2 separate regions of the Muntiacus reevesi genome follow, and region 1 is linked to region 2. A link is a contact called in public Hi-C data. All regions are on one chromosome and are shown on one strand. Each heading gives the region's core, a stretch centred on a gene start, on an enhancer-like site or on the middle of the called end of the contact. The rest is flanking DNA. Distances are from core to core; before and after follow the strand shown. Region 1 holds the start of AAAS (aladin WD repeat nucleoporin). Region 2 holds the start of NPFF (neuropeptide FF-amide peptide precursor).

Region 1 (2,700 bases), core at 141-2,640, 170 kb before region 2:
ACTTGCAGAGGGTCCTAACACATGGTTGTTTCCCATACAAAAAAATGGAAACAAAGCCATTTAATAAATTGTAAAGCGCTAAGCAGATACAGGATATAAATAGCCCTAATTCTGCCACAAACTAGGTGACTCTGAACATTGGTTCATTCGTTTAACAAGTATTAATAAGCAATTCCAGGGCTTCCCAGGTGGCACAGTGATAAAGAAACCCCCTGCAGGTGATGCAGGAGACAAGAGTTTGATCCCTGGGTGGGGAATATCCTCTCATGAAGAAAATGGCAACCTACTCCAGTATTCTTTCCTGGAAAAATCCATGGACAAGGGAGCCTGGTGGGCTACAGCCCATGGTGTCAAAAAGAGAGGGACACGACTGAGCACACACACACACACACACACACACACACTCACTCACTCACTCACACTCACACATCAATTCCAAGGACCAGGCTCTGGGCACACAGAACTGTATATGGCATAGTCCCCACTCCCAAGAGCAACCAGCCTCATTGGAGAGGCATTCTGCTTTAATATTTTGTCTGTGTCTGCCCTTTCTTTCTACATGAAAAGTTCCCCTTGAGCGCTATACCCCAAGTCAGAAAACCAAGGGTTCCAGAAGGTTAATAAACAGAGGACTCATCTGAGAATCTTGTTAAAATATAAATTCTGGGGTGGAGCTCTGAAGCTGTAGTTCCAAAAAGTCCCCAGGTGATACTGCACAGACAACACTTTGAGTAACCTCTCCGCCCATTAGTTCACTGTTGCCTGGGAAGTCACAGAGAGCGTAAAAGAGCAGAATATAAAAACTGGGGGTGGTTTGGAGAAATTGGCTGAGAAAGCACTTTGTGAGACAGGAAAGCAGTATAGGGTTGATGGAAAAGTGGGAGTCTGTGTGACAGATCTGTGGAGAGCAGTGAGATGCCACTCACAAAGTTTTTTTAAATTAATTTATTTCTGCCTGCACCAGGTCTTCCTTGCTGTGTGAGGGCTTTATCAAGTTGCTGGCAGCCACAGTTACTCTTTCCTTGTGTTTGGGATGCTCATTGCCCTTGCTTCTACTGTTGGTGAACACAGGCTCTAGAGTACTGGCTCAGAGTTGGGGCAACACGGGGCTTAGTTGCTCTACCGCATGTGGAATCTTCCTGCACCAGGGATGGAACCTGTGTCCCCTACACAGGCAGGCAGATTCTTAACCTCTGGACCACCAGGGAAGTCCCACCCACAAACACTTTCATTGTATCTTAACCTTGGCACCATCCAACCCCCCAAACTCACTACAGCCTGGCCTGCAACTTCCCCCCTCCCTTCAATGAAGCCTGATTTTCACCAACAGATTGCTTTGTAATTATCAGTTAGGTGCCTGCCTCTTACCAGTCATGTGACCTGGAGAGAAGGAATGGAGCTCTGTGTATTCACACACAGTCACCATCTCCCCTGTGTGTGCTTAAGTTGCTCAGTCGTGTCCGACTCTTTGTGACCCCATGGACTGTAGCCGGCCAGGCTCCTCTGTCCACGCGGATTCTCCTGGCAATAATACTGGAGTGGATCTTCCTAATCCAGGGACCGAACCCCGGTCTCCCGCATTACAGGCGGATTCTTTACCGTCCGAGCCACCAGGAAAGCCCATACAGCTTATTTAACGTTTGTTGAATGGTTTTTCACAATTTGCAGAGTCTTGGGAGGTTAGTCCGGGCCTAGCGCACTCTCCACTAACTTCACCAGGGGGCGCGGTGGCCCCGGCGACACAGTGACTGAGACCCACAGTCCCGGGGGCTCAGAGCGCTCAGCAGGCGGTCTCCACGCGCCTGCCCCTCCCTACAACCTGGGCGGGAAACCGAGGCAGCGCCCCGGCCGCTGCTCGAAACTTCTAAAATGGGCCCCCTACTTTGAGAGGCGGGAGGCATCACGGGAGCCTGGGTGCCTGGACCTCGGCCCGCCGCCCCTTCCCCGGGCCCGCCGAAGCCCGGCGCCCCGGCCCGGGGCCGGTAACCAGGCGCACATGGCCCGCCCGGCCCTGTTTGTCCTGGCAGCGCGCCGCCGCTATTTGAGGCGGTTTTTATCTCCCAGAAACCAGCAAAACCCCAAGCGGAGTCTAGGGAAGATGAAAGGGGCCGAGGGGCCGGGGAGGGGACGACCGCGAGGCTGCGGCGGGCGGGAGCTGGCACCGGACAGGCGGAGACCGGCAGGCGAGAAGGCCAGGCCCTGGGGGGTCCCGAGGAGCCGGCCCAGCGGGGTAGCGCCGAGCCCGGGGGTCCACTTCGGGCCGCCCCCTCTCGCCGCCGCGAGCCTCGGCGTCCCCCGCCCCTTTTCAGACTCTCTTCCGCCGCGGCCCCCGGCCCGCGGGAGAGTCCTCGGAACTCCGATCCTTCTTCAAAGCGCCTTTGAAGCCCCGCGCCCCGCCCGAGGGCAGGAGATTTCGCACCTGGACGGGGGCGGGGTGGGAAGGGGGCAGCAGCTCAAGCTCGGCCGAATCGCCTCCTGGGACACGCCGACCCCTCCCCGCTGCAGCGCGGCGGGCCTCTCCCGAACCCCCGAGGGGTACCGGCGGACTGGGGCGCCGCCCGCAGTCGGGCCCAGGCCGGGGGAGCTGCGGGTGAGCCCCTCTGCCTGGCGGGGGAGTCCTAGGGGGCGGGGGCCGCACAAAGCCCTATTGTGGCTGGGGGCTGAACGCCACAGAGTGCCTTTTGTTCCGCCTCTAACTCC
Region 2 (2,714 bases), core at 48-2,547:
TGTCTCCTGGATGGTCCCAAAGCACAGAAACTGACATTCATCATCATTGTATCTTATAGTTTCACCACTTCTTAGAAGGAACTATCAAGTCCATGCGTAGATGGTTTTCTATGGGAAATGGATTGTGCACCATATTGAGGTCCTTGTCCGTTCTTATCTGACAAAGTTCAGAGGAGCAGGGTATGAGGTGGGTGGGGTGCTGCAGAGCAGCTCCTGGGTTGAAATGTTTTAATCCAGCCCTTAACACTTCACTGTGTGCCTTGGTCAAGTGTCTCAACCTAAACCTCATCATCCGTAACAGGAGGCAACTACTTGTTATCAAGAGCGCTTGTGGACAGTAAGTTACTTGATGAATGCAAAGCATTTAGTACTCCACCAAGCAGAGCGGGCTCCCCAAACACAGTTATCCCGTTATTTCTCTGATCACCACTTACAAATGGATCTGAGCTTAGGCTGATTCAGAAAGGAGCTGTTCTAGCTGGTTCCTGTGTCCAGGATGGAGGTGATGGGTCTCTCCTTTGGCGAGAAGTTAGAATGGGTTAATTCTTCTAACTTGGGAAATTGTCCTGCTTTCAGTTTCATCTCAGCCTCCAAAACCCCTCAGTCTTGGCTTCGGTATTTTGGCCTTCAGCAGCTTCCTTTCCCACTCTCTGGATTCTCACGTGCTCCTGACCACAGTGAAGACCACACTGCCTTTCCTGCTCTCCCAGAGACTGGAGCTCCCTGTTTGTGTCAGTTGTACCAAACATCAGCCATGAACAGCATGCAAACCACCTCTTCTCCCGGAAACTCCCCTGGAGGCAGCTGGGTATCTCCCAGTCTGCTTCTTGAGCCTGCTCACCCTCCTCATTTGTGGTATCAAGGAATACACAGGTACAAGACACTGGTAGTGACTGCCCCACACCTCCTCACAATTCCTGAGCACTACCTGTTTTTCTTGTGAACTATCTTATCTGCTTCTAAAGAAACTCCACCTCTCATTTCTAGATTCGCTTCTTCCCACACTCATAGACTCACAGAATCACAGAAGTCTAAGTCTTTGTGCACTTCCTGGACATGCTGGAAACTTCTTGAGGGTAGGGCTTATTATTTTCTAATTGTGGGGAAGTGGGAATGCTGAAAGTCTAAGAGGGCACCTCACCTGCTTTCCAACATCATCTGATCTCCATCCACACAAAGCACACGGTTCTTTCTAGGCGGGCTTCCGTGATGCTGAGGGCCCTTGTCCCCAGGGCAGTGCACAGAGCTGGGCCTTCCAGTGTGTTATGTAATTCCTACAAACCACCCACTTCCTCTAGGCTGCATAAAAAGGAGGGAGGGATACGAATGCCAGCCCTTTCTGTCCTAAGAATTGGGAGAGTGAAGATCACAGGCATGAGAGCCCAATGAGTTCCCAGAAAGAATGGGACTTGTCAATTATTGAAGCATCAGACAGAACAGTGGTTCTCTTCATAGTTTAATGTTATATTTGCAGCATAAATAAGGCACAATATATGTCAGGGCAAGGTTGGGAGAGGGAGAAGGCATGGCTGGGGGTAACTGCTATGTGGCGAGGGGAGAGGAGGCGGGACGGGAAGGGAGAATAGAGCGAAGCCTCTGCCTCAGCCCCGTCCCAGGAGACTGTGAGAACCTGCTCACAGGGATCATGCTGAAGTGGGTCGGGGGAGAAAGGGAGAAGACAGTTTTGTAACAAAACAGCCTGTAGCACTGCATCCTCCTGCCTGTCAAAGTCTACCACTGGGACTGGAGAAACCCAGACCCAGAGTCAAGTTCCTTAATGACATGGAGAGGTGTTGCTACATGTCAAAGATATACAGATGAACAGAGATATAACCATAGATACACACAGCTTTCTTTTCAACAGATACTATGTCAGGAGACTATGGCTTCCACTGCTGGGGCTGGAGGCTCATCTCCCTGCCTGAAAGGTGTGTTGGGGGGTGGGGTGGGTGGGAGAACAGGACAGCTGGTCCTTCCTGTAACAAAGAACATGGAGTAATCCGTCTGCAAGGGAGTATATGGGCCAACTCCTGTCCGGATCCATGCAGGACAGGTTTTAGGGGTAAGTAGAGGAAGACAAATCTAGATTTTGAGATGAGTGATGCTGTTATTGTTTTAATGGCAGTGGAGGGAGGGACTGGACAAAATGGAAAAATGTTAGTGCTAAGGCAGAGGATGGTACACCCTACAAGGATTTCCCAGCTTGCCCCTAAGGCAATGGTTCTCAAACTTCAGTGTCTCTGAGAATGGCTCTGAGTGCTTGTCAGAGCCCATCCCCAGAATTTCTGATTCAGTATGTCTGGAATGGGGCCCAAGCGTGCAGGTCTAACAAGTTCTCAGATGATGGTCCTGCTGGTCCCGGACCACATTCTGAGAACCACTGCCCTAAGGGAAAGTCAGTGAAACTAGTGCTCATAGCCATTTCTTAAAGCTAAAATGTCACTCACCAGAAGTTAATGCTGATGAGACTGCTCTAGGCTACCAGCCCCCATTAAAAAGAGAAACTCTAGCAGCTGTGATACAAACCTGCATCTGCAAAGGACGTAAGCTGCCTTAAGCTGCCCTATACTCCCCAGCCCCTTTTCATTCTGGGGGAGAATTTTACCCCAAACAGAGACGAATGAACTGGTCTGGAGGGTGGGGATGTTGGCCAGCACCATCTATGCTCACTCCTGCTTGACCCTGGGTGGTGAGCATTTAGGCCTGTGCGCACC

What was found. Hi-C and Micro-C count contacts between places; a contact is called where the count stands out from the background.
Region 1: a Hi-C map of muscle shows a contact between it and region 2, with 6 times the contacts expected there. The contact joins the promoter of AAAS here to the promoter of NPFF in region 2. A contact is called at or near these places in 2 of 3 Hi-C or Micro-C datasets (blood and muscle).

What each region holds. Positions count from the first base shown.
Region 1 is chr4:143,042,001-143,044,700 of mMunRee1.1, reverse strand. It overlaps AAAS (aladin WD repeat nucleoporin), which reads right to left and starts at 1,390. Exons shown (of 17, transcript XM_065934319.1): 1 at 1,369-1,390. The coding sequence starts at 1,375.
Region 2 is chr4:142,871,533-142,874,246 of mMunRee1.1, reverse strand. NPFF (neuropeptide FF-amide peptide precursor) reads right to left here and starts at 1,297. Exons shown (of 3, transcript XM_065934283.1): 1 at 1-1,297. It overlaps LOC136167083 (cyclic AMP-dependent transcription factor ATF-7), which reads right to left. Exons shown (of 11, transcript XM_065934278.1): 11 at 1,438-2,714.